2 separate regions of the Drosophila melanogaster genome follow, and region 1 is linked to region 2. A link is a contact called in public HiChIP or PLAC-seq data. All regions are on one chromosome and are shown on one strand. Each heading gives the region's core, a stretch centred on a gene start, on an enhancer-like site or on the middle of the called end of the contact. The rest is flanking DNA. Distances are from core to core; before and after follow the strand shown.

Region 1 (6,287 bases), core at 886-3,385, 50 kb after region 2:
GTCAGGTTAAGAGATTAGACCTCCGCAACTTATCGCGAAATATTGTTTACCACATCGACCCCACATTTCCCACGCCATATATTTAACACTTTGTACACGCGTGAATAGCTTGTGGTTCCTAAGAACAGATAGATATTATAAAAGCTTGATATATGCATATATTAAAAATACTGCACAGTTTAAGAATATATTAATATATCTCTAGAATACAAATCATTTTTTCATCTATTAATTTCTAAACAGTTATCTAAACACACTTCACAGAACGACACTAGATATGTATGTACACCCTTATCTATAGAATTATCTATAGATGTTGCGGATTCACTCAGCAGACAACACCCACCTACACTTGCCGGCAATCAATCGAAGACTGAAATGTTTCGAAAACTAGGCGAAATATATACGATGACAAAAAAGAAAGAGGAACGAAGAGCAGCCAACGCATGACAACAAAAAACAATCAAAATAAATTTACGTTCCTATCAAGAGACCGTTTATAAAAATAAACCGCCACATGTCCGTCTATATGTATTCGTGAGCTTGCTATCAGTGAAAATTTTGAATCGAAAACGACGAAAAAACGAGCCCCCAGTTGCGTTTTAGTTCCAAAGGTTTTGCATTATCATAACGAGATTTTAGGTCCGGCCTCCTTGAACGCAGACAGTGGGTCAAAAGAACATCCAACAGTTGAGATAATACTACTACTACTACTACGAACTGACGTCAACTGATTAGCCGTAAACATGGGTGGTAATAATTGTATACTTGTCTGAAAATAGGAAACTTCGAGCACTCCCATACTTCTATCTATGCCCTTATTATGTGACCCCAAAAACTTTGTTGTGGTAACTGTTTACTAGATAAGCCAATGTACCTTATCTAGTCTTATTTCATCGATTAGCTTATACTTTACAATGAGAATGTATACCTATAATTCCATTATATTCATTATAAAATTTCCCAAAGCTTGATATAAACGATCAAAGGAACATAAATTGGTTGTTTTAAATGTTCAAAACTCTTCTTAAAAATCCTAATCAGGTTGATCTTGAAAGGAAGTCCTTTGGAGTACCAAAACTTGTTTTCTGTAGGTTTCAAAACAACCCTTAAACTTCTGCCCCTCTTTTCTCATGTACTCTCTACAAACTATCGGTAAAATGTTTGCTCTCCTTCATTCACTGAAATCTCAATTAAATGGTAGGTATAAAATGCAATAGACAAAAGCATATTGCGTCTATCATGAGAAGACGTCAACAATCTGATGAATTTACGATGACGTTGGCTAATTGAAGTCTAAGCGAGAGAGCGATGGGAAAGTATACATATGTATATCGCGATGTATAGTACATACATTTAACATTTGCGCCAACTATTTATAAAGAAAAACCGCAGCGGCGACTACAAATTGCAGTTGAAAGCCTGCCAACAAGCAAATGAACTCGAATGAAAGAGCGGATGAAAAGTAAGAGAGCCGGTTGAGCCGGTAGAGAAAACTACTACTCACGAAAGTGAGCCAAAAGTCACCCGATAAGGCTTCTTATCGCCTGCAGTTCGCGTAGCCCCCCCACTCCTTCAACCGCGGTGCATAGGTCAACAACACTCGAGAGCCTCGAGGTTCTAGAACTTGTCATAAAAGTGGCGAGCACGCGGAAATGGTAAGATTAGAGAATAATTAAACTATATTCGAATACGCACTCACTAACACTAACACGCCTACAGATTCGCTGCTGCTCTGTAGATTTGGATTACGAAACACCCAGAGAAATGGGAACGATTACGCGACTTTTCAACTGCACTGCCGCCAATGGGGGGAAAAATATCTGAATTTTTTTTAAGGGGCTCAGGGGTTCTGTTCACTGCGTATGACGCCCACTCACCGAACTGGAAACTGAATCTGGGATGTGGTGATTAGCTGCTGGCTACTGGCTGGGTCCGCTGCTGCTGCTGCACTGGAGGAGAGCGGTTAACGCTTTTATTTTCGGCCCGTGTCGCTGCTACTGCCGCTGCCGATGCCTCTGCTACCGCTGACTGCGGCGTCAACGTGAAATTCCAAAGCGAAATAAGCGAGACATGCCGAGCGAGACCCCAAAAGGTTGTTTGGAGGTCGTCGCCGACGGTGTTGGGCAACCGACTGAGCCAAGCGCTTTAAATTCCCAGATCCCCAAACGAAAGGTATCCAAAATAAAGCTCATTCTGGGAGCTTTTAGTGGGGGATGGAACCTAACAGATAAGCTGTAAAACTTATTAGACAGCTTTGAGAAGCTTTAGCTTTCGTTTGGGCGGTAAAAATTTAAATGAAATGTGCTCAAAGCGTATTAACATAATAAATAATTTATCTTAAGATCTCAAACACTATACGATATATATTGAAATAGTATTGAAATGTTAAAAACAATAAAGTGCCACAAACTTAATGTCGCGTCTTGCTGGATATAGTCATCCCAAATCATCCTCATCAAGTGAACTATATGTCTTGCCAAGCTTTCTTGCCCAAAACTATAAAAAAGCATTAAAAATGAAGTGTTATCTTTGCAAGTATTTGTATCTTTTAACCTGTCAACAACATTTCCTATTCTACTTATGCATTGAAAAGAGGGTAGAATAATTAATTTGGTGTATTTTAACCTTAATTACGAGCGACCTGCTTTACTTGGGGCGGTCAATGAATTTTTCGTGACCATCAGCATCAGGCGCTCCAGCGGCAGCGCAACAAAAACGAGGGGTGCCAGAAGCAGCAGCTAGGATAAGCGACTTTCACGCCATGCCTGACCTCCTGCAATGTTAAAGGACTCAACCCCCTGGCACTGGAAACAGCTGATTGAGAGCGCAAACTTTGAGAAAATATCCCCCTATTCTGCCATACAATCTGTTCGAGCGAAAGAGAAAATCGTTTCGCTCTTTAAAATGTCCTAATATGACTTTGGCACAGTTTTCTGAATGAAAAGAATGACTGTGGAACGGGTTATAACATTTAAAGGATTTTAGATATTTCATAGACTATCTATGCTTAGGTTTCTTTAGTTAAAGTGATACAGTTGCTAGATATATATGAAATAATATGCTTACCTAATGAAGGAACCTTAGCCACAGTGCTCTTCATTGTCCTCGCTCTCTTTGTGCCTCGTGGCTTCGTCCTTCGTCCTGTTTCGGTTCTCGTGCCTGCCTCACTCGCTTCCCATTTTCGTTTGGGGATTCTGGTTCAGTTTTCAGTTCGAATTCGTGCGTCGGTCGGTCGAGTTGTGTGCCAAACGCTCGGCACCTGTCGCCCAACACGTGTTGCGTTCCACTTGCGCTGCGCGTCTCCTTCGCACACCCGCGTACACCGCGGCGTATACGCTACGTACTGTGGTGCAGCCAAAGCGAAATAATTTCTGATTATTCTAGTTATGTGAACCGAAAGTGGAGTGCATAAGAGTCTGAAATTCAAGCACCAGCTGTGTTTTAACTCATATTAAATTAAAGAGGAGATACGAAAAAGAGGAGTGAATTTGTGGTTCAGAAGAATGATAAATTGTTTTCCCAGTTTTGGTAAGAAACGATTTGGTTCGATTTGGTATACTCATTAAAAGTTGATGTAGATCAGATTATAAAGTATCTTTCAAAAAACTACAGAAAAATGTTCATTTCTAAAACTAATATTGATGGAACCCTTTTTTTTGCTTTACAATAAATGGCAAGATTAAAGATTAGGGCAAAATAGCTAGAAAAGTTTTTGATCAACTATAGTTAGGTTATACTATATTTCTATTTATCTAGTCTTTTTGTTAAAGGACATTTGAAATAGTTTTTTCTTAAATTCCATTTTTCTTCTTATAAGAGTTCACGAAAACCAAAAGAATGTGTGCAACAAAGAATGCAAAATAGTTTTCCCGGGGCTTGCTGAGTATTCAGCATACATACCAATATGGGTTTCGTATGCAGATTTCTGCCAGCCAGAGTCATAATATTGAGCAATTGATGAGAGCGCGTTTAGCTTGGCTTTGTGGCACTTGGCTCATTAATATGCGGAAGGCGACACAAAACACTCCCCCACGCCTCCACCCACACATATACAAACACACGCACACACACACAGGGAAAAGCCTCCCCTTCCCTAAACTTGTGTCTGTGTTTTGTCTCGTCCTCATCTGCATTTGCCCAAAATGAGAATGAGTATCCCATAACCGACTGAACAGCATCCTGCTTGCTGATGATAATGTTGATTCCTGCCTTCCGCAACAATTTGCTTTGAACCTAATCCGCCCCTTTTTCTGCCACGCCCCAGTAGCTATAGCTTAACCAAAATTCGAAATTCATACCAGTCTCCGGCTCACATTTCACTAGCTTTTGTTGCGGCATTTATAAATGCTTGTTACCTTTTCCTCTTTTCATTTTTAGTCTTGGTCGGAACAAAGTGTTTATGGTCTCTGGCAGTTTGAATTTTGTATCTTTGTTCAGGAATCCCTCTTGAAATGATACAAATTGCGTTTTCCTATTATTCGTCAGCCTAGATTTGCAAAGCTATTTGGAGATTGAGTTCAATTAAATAGAGAACGTCATTCAATGGAGCAGTATCCGATATGAAATGAAAATGTAGGCATTGCAAACTAATTACTTTTTACTCGATGGGTAAACATTTTTGATTGAAAAATTGTGGATAAAATCTTAAGCATACAAATTCCCAAAAATAGATGTTTCTATTCGAGAATACATATATTGGCTTGTTAGTTTTAAAAACAAATTCAATCGGATGACAACTTAAATGTCTGTACTAAAAAATACTATGTGCGAGTGCTATGTCCAGCATGTTTAAAACAAAAACTGCTCAATAATTTGACATCTGCTAGGCCATTTTTTCTCAAATTTCTTATGGTATTTCGCAACATATGTCGTTTTATTTTGGGTCAACCAATTCTTTTGAGGGATTCATTTGTTTCTTACGCGTGCAATTGGCCTCCACTCGAGCCTAAATTATGCATACAAAAAAAGGGAAATAAAAACAATAAAGGGGTGACCTGAAGGCGAAGGTCGAGGCAAATCAAACAAATGGCAAGAAACATGAAAATGTTGTAAAATAATTTCAATTCATTCTTAGGCCATTCCGCATGCCCCTAGGTTGGTTGTCATTCCATTGGCATTTGTGCGGTTTGCTCTTGCCGCTTTTCCGGTCCTCGGAAAAATCCCATTCAATTTTTGTGTTCAGTTTCGCTTGTTTGCGGACAAACAAGAATGAGCGAACAAACAACGATAGAAGCACAATACACCGACACATGTATGGGACATCCTTGTTAAAGTTTGATTTGAGCCCTTTGTATTTCTAATGTTATTTTATTTCGCCATATGGGTCCCGTTTCTTTTAATTTATGTATATATCTACTATATGCATATGCATTGTAAAAAAGTTTATATTTTCGAATGTTTAGGCATGGTGCTCTTGTATGTTATATATATGTATATCAAGAATAGCATATCATAGGTATTAGCTTATGAAAGTAGATATTTTTGGTATGTAAAATTTGTAAATCTACCTTAATTAATCATAACAAGCTAGCTCATATTGCGCACGTATGTTAACATAAATACTCCTGCTCAACGTTTTGGAAAATAATCTTCTAGGAATTAATTTGGGTTTGTTCGCCACCCACTTAGGGAATTTGTCTGGTCATGCGATCAGCTGCTATTACCAAGACTTTTAATGATACGTTTTATTATCCTTGTAAAATTGAATAACCATAAACCAGAAGAAATTTCAGTATGGCCTCCAGCAACTTTGGCATTATGGGTGGGAAGCCTTATCGCAGTGGGCGGTGGCATTCTTGACGAGCTCACAAATCCCAAAACCTCCTTGAAGCTCCCCACATTTCTCCAAGGGGTGGTGGTGGGTGCTTTTCGCATTGACTGTTTGCTACAATTCGCTAGTGAATGGAATTTAGAGCTGAATAAAAGGAAGTTGGGGGTCTGATTATAAATAACGTAAAGTAAGCGCACATGAATGCATTTTGATTGTCTGATGTAGTTTACGGCACGTTTCCTTTATTTTTTGCCGCTTCTGCTGCTGGAGTTGTGAGGCAAAATGGAAATGAAAGACGACAAACTCGCCCGCCAGTATCTGTGGGCGATGGGGGCGTGGCGACTTCCTTAAATGGTGCACTAATGTAGAAAAGAAAAGCATTTTTATATTTATTTGCTTGCCACTTTGCATGGAAATTCCAACTGCAACGAGGACATCGCATTTCCTTACTGCAATTTTCCAACGCGCGCACTCCGGTTTCTTCATAGCCACCCCACTGTTTTCCTTATTTTTC
Region 2 (6,051 bases), core at 264-2,763:
TAAATAGTTATTTTCCTGTTTATATTGCAGCTTTCCTGTCCGCAATGTCAAGGACGTTGTCGCATTGTCGTTGCCATCCGCTTGGCTGAAGCTAATTTCATTGAGAAGGAAAGCGAGGGGATCCTGCCAGAAGGGTAAGCAATTGCCAACAATTCCCAATAGGAAACGAAAATGGTAGGAATAGAATAACGTAAAAGGTCAATAGGCCAATGGATACTCTAATCGAAGCTGAGAAGTGCTCAATTTGAATTTAAAAATCTCTTTCTTAGTGTGATTAACTTTGGGCTATTTTATGCTGAAAGCATCCTTGAATGAATTACCATTTTGAAAAGAACTGAATAAATGAATTTTAATCCCACGGAAGGCAGAGTAGAGTAAATGATACCTGAGGCAATAAAATCCGACTGCCAATAAATTATTATTAGTTCGTTCGTTTATTTTTGAAGAGTATGCTTTTTAAAATTATATTTAAAATTCTTATTTTTGAATAATTTTTTTCTACAATTTGTAAGCTCATTTTATAACGCAAAAATTGTTGGCTTAAACCCTTTTTTATTTATTCCTTAATTTATTATCATAATGAAGTATGAAAAAGGGTATTTAATTTCCGGCTTGCCTCAAATTTCCCCACCCATCAAGGCTAAAATAACAGCTTCCAGCTTTGTTCTGCCCGAAATTTCAATCAGTTTTCCTCACACATATGTGCTCCTCACTATATTGGCTGGTTTGTTTGTGCGAGTTTCTGTCGAAAATCATAGTTATTTTGGGGGCACGTGCACACACACACTCACACACGAGCTCTTGCCTACGAAATTATGTGAATTTCTCCCGACAGTTGAATCCGAAAAAAGTTACATAAAGCCTCATTGTTTCGGCTCAAATTGCAACTTTTGATTAGCACTCTGATGTAATAATCAACTTTGGGCCACAAATCCTGCCGTGGCATTTGCTGGGCAGGAAAAGCGGTGCGGCTGGCATTTTGTGGGGCGTTCATAAATACATATTATTGACTGAATGAAGGGTTCCCTTGTGGCGAAGTACTATTATTATTGAAGATGCCATCGAGCACTTCCTCTTATTTATTGTGCCCCTCCACCTCTCAACAAGCACTATTGTCAAGTGGCGCCTATTGAGTTCCCTCGGTTTAAATGGCTAAACATTCCGAACGCCTCTGAAGTTTTTCCGCAAGTCGAACGCTTTCCATGCAATTTTCTATACTGTTGCCATGCGGACTGTGAGTTTGAGGAACTACAACGCAAAGTAATTGCTAAGGGTTCTCTTGTTCGACCCAAGTGGTAAAAGTCACAGAGTTCATAAAAAAAATATGTCCGGATTAATTTTATTCATTTGCCACTAGGGAAATCGCTGAGTGTCTTTAAGGCTTAATACTGTAACATAGTAATAACTTACTGTATAGGATATAAAAACAATTTCAACACTAAACCTAATCAAACTGCGTGATGGATTTCTTGACCATTGTTCCGCTGTGAGTTAAAAGATAAACGTTCAGGCGATTACGTCTTGGTGGGAGATGAGTAACGCTCCCTGCTTATCAAAGGCCAACAGTTTTTGCCACATACTCTAGTACGCAGATAGAGAAACCCCCAGTCTCATGGTCCCTCGCTGCTCATAAATGTCAAAATAAGAATTGCAGTGCCTTTGAAGTGCAATCTTTTCGCTCAGCTTGCACATTTAATGGCGTTCCACTCTCACTGCACTTCAGCTGAGCTCAGAACGGGAGACGCCGATGGCTCATATTTCCTAGCTGGACTCTGTTTATGATGATATATTAATGCGCCAGCCAAGAGGTGCCATAAACTGAAGCCACTTGAAGACACCAGCCACTCGATTGCGGTGTTTTGCGGGCAGGGGATCCATCGAGATTGCAGCTCTCGGGATCCACATGCCAAACATGTTATGCCTCGCATATATATTAAACGCTTAGTTATATGCTACTTAACACTTCCCTCCATTTATTTTTGCTCGAGAGCGAAAATTGTTTATTTTCATTGCCATAAATTTTGATGGCCAAGCTGGCCGGGCTATAAATCTTCCAGTTTAATCCCGCTCCTCCCGTTCGATAATGCCTCTTTGCATCGCAACCTCGTTCGAATGGCTTCAGTTCTAATTGCTTTTCCAATCAGCTGCATTGACTGTGGTCTCTGGACCCTGGCTATATGGAAAAATCAGAGGAAAGAGACGCCTCATGCGTCAGCTAAGTGTCAACTTTTTGAAATTGCTAATCATGCGAGGAGCACACAAAGTCAGCCATTCAGTTCTCCGTCCGAGCATGGGGCCAAATGACGTTATGTGTTTGTTCGATAAACAAAATGTTGTGGCTATATAGACGTTTTAGTACGCACACACAATATATGGGCAATATCTTCTTTTCGTATATTTTGCTTTATGGCTAGGCCAACACACTTACCCACATGCTCGCCTGCTTTCAAAGGGGGAAAACGGATATAGGAGCTGGAAAATGGGTCAACGGGAGTGGGTTCCCAGAAAGTCGTTTTTCTTCATAAAGTTCACGTCACACGTTCTCACGTTCATTAAAGTGAAAAAGAGAGCTTCAAGAATTGTGGTGAAAGGTGTCTAGGCGTATACTTAACTTCTATGGTTCATTTTTCAAAACTTGTTTAAAATAAATGCAAGACAATTTTGCATTGAAGTGCCGCCGCATTATTTTTAAAGAAACTCAATTTTACTTTTATATTTATACACAAAATTTTTAATGATTTACAACACAAAGATGAAGACGTCACTTCTTGTCTATTCTTAGCTTCTGATTAACGACAAATAAATGAATGAATTTGAATGTGCAAACTCGCTGAAACTTTTTCAATGCGCATATTACGTATACGCCGTGCTGTGCGCTGCCTATTAACTCACGCTGTGCGTAGGCAATTTTTCCTCCTTTGCCAGAGAACTCATTCAAAGACTCGCAGTATACGTAACGTATTAGTTCATTCATTAGAAAAAATAAATTGTATTTTCGTTTTTTGGCTGCCTGCCAATGCCCAACTAACCGACGGAAAAACTTATCGCACGTTTTCGGTGTGCTTGTGCCTGAATTTATCGCGAGATAAGCTACTGGTCACTTTCTAATCACGGCCAAGTGATTTGGCATTACCTTTGAGGCTTTATGTGTGTCAAAGTTGGCCTCATCTATCACGGATGCGGATGTTTTTGGTGCCACCACCACACTGTCCCTGATACAACATTCCTTGATGTCATATCGATTTTCACCAGGCCACATGCCCCATTCCTGGCACCCCCAGACCGATGGAGCTTTTCCCCACTTTTGAATTGGACACGAAAAAGTGTCAGTTGACTGACGGAACTCGTGTTTGCGAAATTGTTCGATTATCTTGTCTGCGCATTGTGTTTTTTTTTTTTCACTTTTTCATGTACTTTTCTTTGGTGTTGGTTTTGGTTTTCGCCTTTGGCTTAAAGGTGTTAACTTTATCGGTCCCACTGGTCAGCAATTGTCCGTATTTTATTCGTTTACAATGCAAACACTTGTTCGCCGGAATGAAAAGACATTTGATATTCATCGCTCCGCGGTTGGTTGGCGTTTTACCATTTTATATAATTTGTTTTTCATTGAAAAATATGAAATATAAATTCCCTTGTGATTCGCTTTGGCACGTACCATTGGCCCAACAAACCAAAAGAAAATAAATAAATAAATAAGTGAAAACAAAGTACAAACAACTGAAGTGAATAATTCGGTTGAATTCGAGTAATTGGAGACTGGAAACTATTTCGCACTAAGGATTGCGACTAATGCGTTACAGATTTGATTTCTTTTACACGATTTGTACAACTAACTAGGAGAACATTTTATTTGTTTCAGAGTCAGTAATCAGGAAAGAACCGTTGGTATGTTATCATCTACGCCTGTAGAGCAATTATAAGAATTGTGTCATTCGTATAAACAAACTATTTATTTGCACCCGTTCAGTGCTCTACACTTCATTTTCTTTGGTTCTTCCCCAGATTGAAACGGGTTAATAAATACCTAATAATGGTTTCATTCGAAAGATCTAGTCGGATCCGCCTTGTCAATATCCGGAGTAAATAGCACCCATTAGGGTCCATTAGAAACACAGAAGGTGTATGAATAAACATGAACATGGATCTATAGCGATTATATTTGATCCGAGGGCATTATTAAAAAAATTCTACCTACGTCATCGGTCAAAGTCTGCGAGGCTATGGGACTTTACTCAAGCAGTTTAAGATAATTTCGTTGAGCACTTGGTTTTCTATGGCGTTTCAGTGACTGCTTGTAATGTCTTTTTTTATACCCTTGCAAATGGTATATTGATTTGTGACAGAAGTTTGCAACACGGTAAAGTATAGATGTTGGCAAAATAGAATATATACATTCCTGATCGGCTTTAATAAGCGATTCGATATTTATCTGCAGGGTATAAAAGCTTCGACTTTCCGAATTTATAAACCTATCTTGTTTTTTTTTTTTGCAACCTTGCAATTTTCAACACGATTGCATTTTGTGACCACAACAATGGCAATTATCAGGGGAGGGGTCGCCAGGTGGGCAACCTGAAGCCAAACTGGCAACCAGTTCGCTTAGAACCCGGTTCAATGAACCCTCAACTTTCGTTAGAAACGCCATACCGCCGGCAACCACAGAAAGCGATTACATTAACCACCGGCAATAATTAAGGCAATTATTATTTTCGATTTTTTGCAACATGGTAGTTGGCTTTGCTGCCAAGAAGCCAACGTTTTTATGGTCGATGCAAACGAAGTGCAAGACCGCACGTGTAAATAAGTAACTTTGGCGTAACGATGCCGCAGCCCAAACCCCCAAAAGCCAAAAATAACAACAAGTACGACGAGCCAACTATCTGTAAACAAGTTGAAGTTACTAACGACTTACAAGTTCAACATCTATTTTTCGGTTTTATATATCTTGTGGGCAGCTTAATGCTTAATGGATATTTTCTATACATTTATATACAAAAGTTGTAAGCTGCAAGTTAGGACTTTAAATAAAATGCAATTGATTGTTGCTTCTATGTTTGTTTTCAGAGCAATTAAACAGTCCAAAATAGAGCGGTAGAATAATAATCATCTTAGTTGGGGTAACTGAAATGAATACTCCAAAATGATTTAATAAATTTTATGTGTCCTTCAATTGTTGCAAAATGTATGTATACCCAAGTGTGAATATGCATGTGACAGAACATTTCTTGGCCAATAGGTTGTTGGCCATAACCAGAACATTTAACTTTGGACCAATGACAAGCTTTTATTGACTTGGTTGTAATTAATGTTCATTAACAAAATGCAATTCATATTCCAATTACCGTTTTCCACAGCCAACTGGCTGTGTGGAAACTCTTAGTGTGTAATTTTATGACCAGTTTATATCGAACCAAGTCGGTTGTTACAAAACTGATTTGCAAGGGAAATGCAAGATTTTCTAGAAGCAGCCGAGTGCCTGTCGTAGAGCATTAACCCGCTTATCTGGCTGGAACTTTTCTTTTACACGATTTTCATGCAAGATTTACGCCACTCGATGGCCTTGAGGTGGTGCTGGTTTTTTCATAATCATTCCTCGGAATCGAGAGGGCAGCTATTAATAGCTGAGGTAAAACCGCCAAGAGGTCGCACCAACTGCAGGCGGAGCAATTATAAAATCATAAAATATAGACATACTTTTTGTTAAACTGATTTACCTGCCCGATTTTTGTTTATACAAATATATATATAGTAAAATTGTTGTTTTATTTATGAGTCGAACTAATGTCCCGTCAGTTGACTAAGGACAACGCCAAGAAATAAAAAATAGTTTTTAGGAGAAATAGTTTCACGACTTTATTCTTTGGATCTCAGCTTAAGACTAAAAATCAAATGCAAATTGGATTGAGGAGAAGCCTCAGTATTTGAACAATATTTGTATTTCGGGAGAGCCTCGCTCTTGGGTTCTTAAGATTAGGTAGCGTTGAAAGAGGGCAGTCAAATCTGCTTAGGTCAGGCTTTAGGATGTTTACAAGAACGGCTGCGCTGCCAAAG

Evidence for each region. HiChIP or PLAC-seq counts read pairs in DNA pulled down with a chosen protein or histone mark.
Region 1: a contact with region 2 is called in a Pc HiChIP or PLAC-seq map of the Kc167 cell line, with 2.5 times the contacts expected there. The contact joins the promoter of Ald1 here to the enhancer-like site in region 2. A contact is called at or near these places in 39 of 107 Hi-C or Micro-C datasets (the Clone 8 cell line, the Kc167 cell line, the ML-DmBG3-c2 cell line and 17 more) and 2 of 6 datasets of contacts at active chromatin or transcription factors (both in the Kc167 cell line).

What each region holds. Positions count from the first base shown.
Region 1 is chr3R:26,259,456-26,265,742 of dm6, forward strand. It overlaps Ald1 (Aldolase 1), which reads right to left and starts at 2,136. Exons shown (of 4, transcript NM_170262.2): 1 at 1,881-2,136. CG6154 reads left to right here and starts at 3,207. Exons shown (of 8, transcript NM_143214.2): 1 at 3,207-3,531. It also overlaps asRNA:CR44321.
Region 2 is chr3R:26,210,083-26,216,133 of dm6, forward strand. lncRNA:CR44320 (long non-coding RNA:CR44320) reads left to right here. Exons shown (of 3, transcript NR_125267.2): 2 at 31-134. Among named protein-coding and RNA genes, the nearest start is that of CG12290, 17 kb to the right of the region's middle. Within about 2 kb of position 1,514, at least 16 of the 39 cell types and tissues checked have an H3K27ac peak or open chromatin away from gene starts, as enhancers often do. A contact at or near this core is called in the Kc167 cell line, the S2 cell line, gut and 1 more, where this site is marked.